Linked DNA regions of Oryzias latipes: region 1 is linked to region 2. The links are chromatin contacts, called in public Hi-C maps. All regions are on one chromosome and are shown on one strand. Each heading gives the region's core, a stretch centred on a gene start, on an enhancer-like site or on the middle of the called end of the contact. The rest is flanking DNA. Distances are from core to core; before and after follow the strand shown.

Region 1 (4,780 bases), core at 631-3,130, 130 kb after region 2:
TGCACAGGTGAGCGCAAACAGTTGAGGTTTGACAAACTCCCACAGGATGTGCCATTTGAACTCAGGCAGTGAGTCTTTGGTCACCACTTCTATTGGAGTGTTGTTGTTCACATCTTCCTGACAGTGAGCTACGTGGCAAAATAAGCGTGATGAGACAGTTAAAAAAGCTGGTCCGAGGAGGAATTTCAAACCCCGGGGTGTGATGGCGCCCTTTGGAGAGCGTCGTATGCTCCTCTGAGTTAGACTCCAAAAGCGACTGACGGCGCTCCCCAGCTGCTGTGAGGAGCTCCGTGCACAAGTCACTGAAGAAATCCGCCTGGACAACAGGAATAAACAGGAAAACTGACATAAGAAGAGCAGAACCTAAAAGGTTAAAACAAGTTAATGAACTGGGAAATTTGTAAAAACAATAAAACAAAGCATTGTTTTACTAAAAAACTCTGAGATTTTTAGTGAGTCTCTGAGAAAATTCAGTGGTTAAAGCATCACAGTGTCACCAGAAATCCAAATATCCAAACATAAAATTGAAAAGTGACGAGCAAATTAAAGCCTACAATTGATGAATGTAAAAAAAGTTAAAGCAGTCAAAATTTCAGTCAGTATTTTAAATTATTATCAAACTTCAAAGGAAACAAAACTATGTCCCCTTTTTTAAATTTCATTTTCCTTGAGTTCTTAATGTTGACAAAAGGAAACAACAAAAACAGTGACTGCCAGTCAAAACGACAAAACCTGCAACTGACTTTTGTGTGTGACAATAGCAATGTAATGCATCAATAGTAACACTGTGCTGGGATTGTGATGTCTCAATTATCCAGGTGATATGGGACTGGAAAGGGTTTCCATAGTGTCTCGTGTTTTTTACCATTTGTTCATTTATCCAAGTGAAAACTATGTCAAGTTGATTTTTCGTTTCTTAACTGACAGAAGTTTTGTATATGTTTAGACTTAAAGTTGATTTGATAAAAAGAATAAAAAACACTGAGGTGTCTTTTCATTGTTCTGCATGTCTTGTGTTTTTTTTTTTTTTTTTTTTTTTTTATGGTGTCGACATTTAAACTTAGTCTGTAAAAAATAAAACGTTATTCTATAGGACCAATCAGAGGAGCCATAGGCTGAAGGTTGGTTATTGCCTTGAACTCTGAGTTCCCACAGAGCTCAAGTAAAGGTCATTTTATGCCTAAATGATTACTATTTTTCTGGGAAAACTTCATGAAAAAAGAGATTAAAAAAAACTTAAATTTAGGATAATATTGGTTTTCTCTATTTGCACTCCTACTTTTAAATAAAGACAAGGTGAAGGTCGTTTCTACATGAACGTTACCGTAATCGTAGTTCATTGGATGGATGAATGTTTTCTAATCTTCTTTTCTTGTGATTATTTTTTAGGTCTGAGTAAAAACAAAGTAATAAAGTGTTGTTCTGTCCCAAATGTGCAGCTTTAACAACAGACCCAGATCTGCTGTCGTGATCCGGAGCAGCCACCGCTAACCTACCGTGACAGCTTCCACTGGACTCCTGCTTTATACGGCACAGAAAAGACCTGTGACCGCAATGGTGAACATATCCCAGGTCTACTACAGCAAATGAGTTGCATCATGTTTGAAGCGTGTTTGATCAAAGACAGATGATTGCTTTGAAAAGCTGTTAGGTTTAACAGTAATCCGGCAAGACCCTGTAGGCAGCCATATTGACACTCAGCATGTGAGTATTTGTGGAATTAGAAAAAAAAATCTTGTGAATTTATTTATATTTTATTTTTTGACTAAGGTGGATTGTGGTTTTATTTTTTAATTTTCAAAGGAAAAAGCAAAATAAATAAATAAATAAATTGTTTTAAACTACAAACGGAAATGGCGTAGGCTAAACGGAAGTGACGACAATTCTGTTTTTGTTGACATTTATTTGAGAAAGACAAAAACAGCGGGCACTCTTGTAGGCTGTTGAATAATTTTTTTGAGATGTCAGTGAACATATCTCAAGATATCTCAACTCGGTTTATTTAATCCTCAGCCTAGTTCGGTGATAAATAAGCGGGAACAGGGGGTGGAATTAAAGCGACCGGGAATGGACTCGGGAACAAAACAAACTGTGTCACCCGGACCACACTAGGGCTGAATCATTCACATGCTACCTGGCTACGTCTTTTGTCCCTTTTCACGTCTAACTCAAAGTCAATTAATAATTTAGTCGTTTTTGCTGCTTTTTTTGTGTTAACTCGACTCGGTATTATCCATGTCATTGCTGCGAGGGGTTACACAGTTTGTTTGTGCGACAAGCGAGTTAGCAAGCTAACGTTACAGTAGCTGTCCTTTGAACAGCTTTACCGGTTTCACGGCGGCTACATAATGGAACCGAGGTCCTGAGCCTGAGACCACTTTGTTTGTAAAAGCTTTAGCTCATCAATTTGGACCGACTGGAGAATGTGAAGCACCATGGCCCATTTTGAAACCTACCAAGAATATCACAGGATCGAAGACTTCGAGGAAGATTCCCCGGCTGGAGAAGAAGATTTATTAGTTCACGTCCCTGAAAGTCTAAAAGGTAAACAAACCTCTAACATTACTGCTTGTTCGGTACAAAAATAGATTCAACTTAAGGTTGGTAAAAGCCCTGGAAGTGAAACCAGATCAAAAGCGCGATTTTTAGAGATAATTTGTATTAAAGCTATCCTTTTTATTAAAGATGCTGTTTCTGTGTTTTGTTTTTCTGACAGACTCATGGCACCATATCAAGAACCTGGATAACTTCTTCACAAGGATATCCTTTCAAAATGTCTTGTTGCTATAAACTAGAGCAAGTCAGCGGTTAAAAATATGACATTTCACAATGTTTACCAGGAGTTTGTTACGAAACAACTTGCCTCAGGGTACCGATCTGAAAATTCTTTTTGCAACCAGTCCTACCAGGACTGTGATTCCTTGACAGGGAATTAGAAAAGGTCAACCACAGAACAAGCTCATAAAAGTGTTTTTTATGCTTTGGTGTGTTTTTTCCTCTGCCTGATTGATTTTTTTATCTTGTTTTTTTTTTATGCTTTTATGACACACTCTAATGAAAATTATGTTTTTTCTGATGATGGTGGACATATATAAAGAAAATCAGGTTTTAAATTGTATTTCTGTATTCAAATCTTCTGAATCAGGAGCAGATGCAAAGCACCATTTTTAAAAAAAAACCAAAAGGTCGTATATGTTTTTATAGAAAATATGCTGGGCAGACCACAAGTTCTCTGCTCCGCTCCATTCTGATGGATCCACTCGCAGAGAAACAAATCCACGAACGCCTTTGTTTTCCTCGTTGGCGCTGGCATCTGGCTCAAAACTGTACAGCTGGATAGCTCCAACATTGCTCACAGTTTTTTGCTTCACCTGTAATGTTAGGTTGAAGGAGAGGGTGTAAACAGATGCCAGGTGAATTTCTAACTCCTGCCGCTCTGCAGAAACTATGTCCTAGAAAATGACAGGTTGTTGGTTTTGGCTAAAATCTAAATAATTATAATTAAAAGACCACTGGGAACATTTTGAAAATGGATTAATAGATGATCGAGGTGGGTCTTTAACAACCGGACACTGAGCAAAGAAGATTTGGTAGTAAGCCAAACTGTAATGTATTTGGCATTGTAAGCAAAGTTGGTGTTTCATATGTGTGTGTCTATTGTTTTACTTTCCTTAACCACCTTGTCCACATTTATCATTTTCATCAAAAGAATGGATTTGCTTGTATGATGTTATCAGAGTTTTTTGAACTCATGTAAGTATTTGTTTATTTGGAATCCTTCAGGTTGCATCGTTAGATACAGAGACAAACGTACTAAGGCTTTTTATATATTTATGCTAATATCTCAGTGACCTCCAGCAAAAGCAATCCTTAAAATTATTACAGAAAATCATCTATTTCCAATCATAAAAAAATTCAGAATGTGCCCTTTTGATGTACTTTAAAGTGTTATTAATGCTTCTTTGTGATCATTTGCTCACTGACCAGCTTTGGTTTCAGTTGAGGTGTTTTTCATCTTTTGACCTGAGTTTGGTAATATTATCAGACCCGGATGATATCTCTGGAGAAGTTATGTCTTGACCATTCGAATTCAATATGTGCCAATTACAGCAAAATTAATAATTCCACTCTCTGAAATCAAAAAGAGAAACGTTTTTTGGGGGCGGAACAGTAAATTCTGCAACTAACTCCTTTTAAAAACCTGTCAAGAATAGCCAGACGTCATTTAACCCTCCTCCTTTGTAGGTTGTGCATGCTTTCCTAAATCTGATCTCGTCTCTCTGAGTTCTGTCCCGCCTGTCCAATTAGCCGTTAAGCCTGGCCTCTGCAGTTCCTGGTTTCTTTGGCTCGGTTTGACCCGCACACTGCAGATGACTTGACAATGTCAGCAGAAACAAGCCAGATGACATTTCACTGTAAAAGTTTTTAATATGCCTGTGGATATAAAACAAGAAACCAGTTGGGGGCTCTGATGGCAGCTGGTGCGGTGATACTTTTGCTGTTTGCAGACCATTGTTGGGGGGAGTGCAGTGACTTTGTGATGTCCTTCTATCAACTGTTAATTCATTTGTTTGTTTGTTTTAAACAATCTTTTCCTTACAGTCAGTTTCTGTTTGTTGTGACGTTCACCACCTTCCTGGTCAACTGCGTGGAATACGACATCCTTTTTGCCAACCGAGCGGTCAACCACACCGGGCCGGGCCACAGCCCTTTGGATCGGAACAAAGTCACGCTTCCAGATGCCATTCTACCCAGCCAGCAGTGCACTCAAAGGTATGGA
Region 2 (4,910 bases), core at 1,395-3,894:
CAGTGTTGCCATGAAAATCTCATGAATATATATTAGCGGACTACGTTAGGCTGAGCGGCTGTTGGATTCTTATGTACTGAAGCTCCGTGAAGGCACCAGGTAGAGACACACAATGGCCTCTGTCATCTAACCTGTTGTTGGGGGTGCGCCCCGCCCCGCCTCTTACTAAGAGCGCGCTTCAGGCCGTCTGTCTGCGCGCGCACACAAGCACACTTTTAACCGAACGGGATTTGTAAAAATATATTTAATAATTAAGTTGCAAATTACACAAAAGAGGAATGCATGAAAAGATGAGGCTGGGGGAGGGACATGAATCTCTTTAATAATATCAATACAAATACGTGTTTTTTTCCTGCGGGACGGGAGACGATACAAAATCAATGCATCTCTATTACTGTGCGGGACTAAATTTTATGAGTTTTGCGGGTGCGGGCGGGAGTGGACATACATATTGCGGGTGTGGGCGGGAGTGTAACGCATACGTTGCGGGAGCAGGCGGGATTGGTCAGAAATTCAGCGGGCGGGAGCGGGATGAAGAAATTAGTCCCACGCAGGGCTCCACCCTACGGCATCACGTTGTCTGTGACGTCACATGATGTCTGTCAGACACTGCCGGCTAGACATTTACATCATGAGCGTGATGGCTGCATTAAAAGTTGGGAGAAAGCGGGAGAGTCCTATTTGGAACTTTTTTGAATTTAACAGCGTCGAAAACTAAAGTAAGTGCCTTGTAGTTGAAGCAGGAGATAAAGTTTGTGGAACACTCCTCAAAGGGAAAAACCCTACGAATCTAAAAGTACATTTAAAAAGCGCACACAACAACGCAAATCAACAGTACCTAGACAAGCTAGCCTGTCGCCCGCCCTCCCCCGAAAAAGAAGCGAGAGCAGATAACGTAATGCTGTTATCAGCTGTTGTATTTTAATTTAAGGATGGTTGTCCTTGTGTCCTCTGAATAATAAGTGTTTCAAAATGTATCTTTGATTGCGTTTTTATCATACAATACTTATTCTGGTGATTTTGAATCATGCACCTGACAAATATCCTAATTTACAAAAAAAAAAAAAAAGAAAGAAAAAACTAAAACTAACACTAAAACTAATAAAAACTAAACTAAAACGAAGCAATTTCAAAAAATAAAAACTAATAAAACTAGTAAAGCAGCCTCTAAAAACTAATTAAAACTAAATAAATTTAAAAACAAAAATTCAAAACGAAATAAAAACTAAAACTAATAAAAAATCCGAAACTATTATAACCTTGTGCCTCTGGTGGGAGGTTGGCGCCAGTGTTCGGCAGCGGAGCCGCCATCAGTGTGTGAATGTGCATGTGACTGTGTGACTGGGTGAATGGGGCTGTGACTGTAAAGCGCTTTGGGCCTTCAAAAGAAGGTAGAAAGCTCTATATAAGTATACGCCATTTACCACATTTGGGCAGCTTTAAGTGATCCAGAGTTTGTGTCCCCCTATAGTCTGGAACAAATTTTCAGTCTGAATACACCCAAGCAGACCCTGGTCCGGGACCAAGAACCGCTCTTTGGAGGTGGTCTCGGTTCGTTTCCAATCGGACTGAGCTTCGGTTCACTCTGAGATTCCTCAGTCTGAATACAATCCGTCCTTGGAGTGGAACAAGTGGCCCAAATGGCCACCATAGCCGTTGTAAACAGAGTAGGAATTAAGCAACAAATGAGCCGTGGACAAATGCAAAGCAACGATTGTCGTGTCGTCAAACAGAAAAGAGCAAAATAGAAACTCTTCAGAACAGGCAATGTTTTTCCAATCTTCTGTTGTCCAGTTTTGGTGAATCTGAGTGAATTGTATCCTCAGTTTTCTGTTCTTAATTGACAGGAGTGATGCCCGGTTTGGTCTTCTGCTGCTGTGGGAACCAGTGGTTATTTGAGTTACGCTTTCCTTTCTATCAGCTGGAACCAGTCTGGCTATTCTCTTCCGATCTCTGGTATCAACAAGGCATTTCTGCCCACAGAACTGCTGCTAGATATTTTCTCATTTTCAGACCACTCTTTGTAAACGCCAGAAATGGTTGTAGGTGAAATTTCCAGTAGCTCAGTAGTTTTTGAAATACTCAGACCAGTCGGTCTGGCACCAACAACTATGCTATGTTTGAAGTCACTTCTGTCACCTTTCTTCCCCATTCTGATGCTCAGTTTGAACAGCAGCAGATCTTGTTGACCATGTATACATGTTTAAATGTATTGAGTTGCTGCCGTGTGATTGGCTGATTAGAAATTTGGATTAACCATCAATTGGACAGGTGTACCTGTTAAAGTGACCGGTGAGTGTATTTTAGATTATAGGTGGATGAAGCTGCTTTTGACCTGTTTTTATTGCTTGAAATGCTTCAAAAATATAACAAATGGGTATTGAATACCTCTAAGCTTCCAATCTATCATATTTATATCAATGCATTGAAGAAGCAAGCTGCAGCATTGTTTGACGGCAAGAAGAGGAACTGCTGAAGAAAATAAAGGAATAGTGAAAGAGTGAAGATTGTGTCCAGATTGAGAGAGTTGTCTGTGAGAACAGACTCAAAGGAAAAGCAGCCGTTCAGCAGTGGGATGAATCTTGACTACTAAAGAGGGGGAGAGAGAGGGAGGCTGAGAGAGCAAGAAGTGGGGGAGTGGTGGGAGAGAGCGACAGGAGGAGAGAAAGCGAGAGGTTTCACACGGCAGAATATAAATCTGTATGTTAACGCGACTAAAGCTCGGGGGTCTCGAAGTGGTTTTTGGGGTGGTGCTGGTGGGGGTGGTCCTAAAGCATCAAGAGGTGGTCTTCTCCGTTAACTGAGGATCTGTGCAAAAAAGGAAGTGGAACGTGTGGAATCTATGAACGCCGGTTGTCAAGCACAGTGGTGCGCTGGTCGGAGGTCTCTGACCCCCCTTCATTTTCATTTCTTGGAAGAGAACCGCTAAAGAGACACAAGAGAAAAGGGGAAGGTGGCAGCAAGGGACCAGTGAGCTGTTTCTCTCTTTATTACCTTCATTCACAAAAGCGTTGCATCCCATTATCACAGCGATGTAGAGGCATTCTCTCAGATTGGAGGAATGGTCCCATTGACTGCTGGAGGCTTAGCACCTCTTTCTAAATGCTAGCCCTTTTCATTACAGCCCCCCCTCCCTGTCATCTCTCGCCTTTTTTCTTTTAAATTTGCTGTTTTTCTCTGTTCTGCTTTTTTTTTTCAACTGTGTAATTGAGTTGGAGACCGAAGGCTCTTTGCTCCGACACAAGTGGGTGTTTCTGTCATTGTGTTTGGTGCGCGTCCACAGAGGACAGCTAAGCAAGGAGTGTGAGAGACAGCTTTGGACACAATAGAACAGCAGACTTAAAGAGAAGGAGACCAGGGACTCCTGTGCAAGCTGCAGACCAACGGCATGAAATCTGCAATCAAACAAAAACAGTCACAGAGACTGACAACCATTTTAAAGTAGCCATTGAGTACAACATTACTACTTCTTTTGGGGAAAACAAGTCCGTTTGCCAAAGCGTCACTGTTGGCCGACTCCGCTTTTCTTGTTGCTAAGCAAAGCCTACAACTTGAAATTATTGAGAAGACGGCACTGAGCATCACTACAGTCATGAAAGGAAGCTCGGAGGAGAGCATTGAGAGTGCCAGGCCCTCCAATCTGCAAGCTTTTGCCAATATATCTACCCTCCATGGCATGAGTCACATATTTGCCTATGGGCACATGACATTTCGTCGATTTCTCTGGACGCTGTCATTCCTGGGATCATTAAGTTTACTGATGCTGGTCTGCATGGATCGGGTGGTATATTATCTAGAATATCCTCACGTCACCAAGCTAGATGAAGTGGCAGCAACAAACCTGACTTTCCCAGCAGTCACTTTCTGTAATCTTAATGAATTCCGCTTTTCCAAAATCACCAGAAATGACCTCTATCATGTTGGAGAGCTTTTGGCCCTCCTCAATAACGACCACCAAATAGCCAACCCTCATTTAGCCGAGCCTGAAGTTCTGGCTGCGCTGAAGGACAAGGCAAACTTCAACAACTTTAAACCCAAACTTTTCAACATGACTGATTTCTATAACCGAACAGGACACGACATTAGTGAAATGTTGCTACAATGCACCTTTCGAGGAGAGGATTGCTACGCCATGAATTTTACCACAGTGAGTAGTAATTATTTACATATCTGCTGATCTTTTTCTTTTCAGAGTCTCCCGTTTTATTTCAGGTTCAGATAAACTTAAATGTGGATTATATGTTTTATTCAAAACTGATGTTTACCCTCATTTCCATTCCATTTTTAATCAGATCTGGTGTTTTAATCCATTCTAGGTTTTTGCAAACTCCCAAAAAAAGATTCTCCGGTGATATTTCAGAAGTGTTGACTTCAAGTTTGGCATCAAACTTGTGATGAGAGTAGATTTTTAAGCAGAACTTCTCTCAGAATTCACTCTGTGATCTCTCAGAACATCTTGGTATGATGAAGAGGGAACAGATAGTGTGAGCTGTGCACAAATTGGCTGCATCTTTGAGAGAGACTTTCATGGCCAGAGTTGCATTTTGTGTTTTATCTAGATTATTTTTATAATATTGTGGTTCATCAATGTTTGCATTTATTATTTGCATATTATTTTTATAGAGTATTGGAGAAGTTGTTGAGTTTAAAAGTGTTTACGTTTTGTTCGAATAAATGCTTCCTGTCCTTTCAAGCAAAACAATTCATTCACAGCCACAGCCATAACATTACCTCTAAAACACTGCCAAGGTGCTCTCTGCTGTGATGGAAAGACTCTGCACCCGGATAGGATGATGAGAAATATAAAGCCTCGTTTCCACTATGGTCCGGTCTGGTTTAGAATGGTCCGGTCAATTTAGGTGAGCGTTTCCACTCAAAGTTGAACCATCACGGCACATGCGGGGTGAGGC

Evidence for each region. Hi-C and Micro-C count contacts between places; a contact is called where the count stands out from the background.
Region 1: a contact with region 2 is called in a Hi-C map of embryo, with 1.8 times the contacts expected there. The contact joins the promoter of LOC101175197 here to the promoter of LOC101174951 in region 2. A contact is called at or near these places in 2 of 5 Hi-C or Micro-C datasets (embryo and fibroblasts).

Annotation. Positions count from the first base shown.
Region 1 is chr17:27,794,790-27,799,569 of ASM223467v1, forward strand. It overlaps LOC101175197 (autophagy-related protein 9A), which reads left to right and starts at 1,881. Exons shown (of 13, transcript XM_023964921.1): 1 at 1,881-2,544; 2 at 2,717-2,760; 3 at 3,689-3,753; 4 at 4,603-4,773. The coding sequence starts at 2,436. It overlaps abcb8 (ATP-binding cassette sub-family B member 8, mitochondrial), which reads right to left and starts at 1,717. Exons shown (of 16, transcript XM_004079398.4): 1 at 1,497-1,717; 2 at 1-316. The coding sequence starts at 1,600.
Region 2 is chr17:27,661,906-27,666,815 of ASM223467v1, forward strand. LOC101174951 (acid-sensing ion channel 1C) reads left to right here and starts at 2,645. Exons shown (of 11, transcript XM_023965533.1): 1 at 2,645-4,147. The coding sequence starts at 3,593.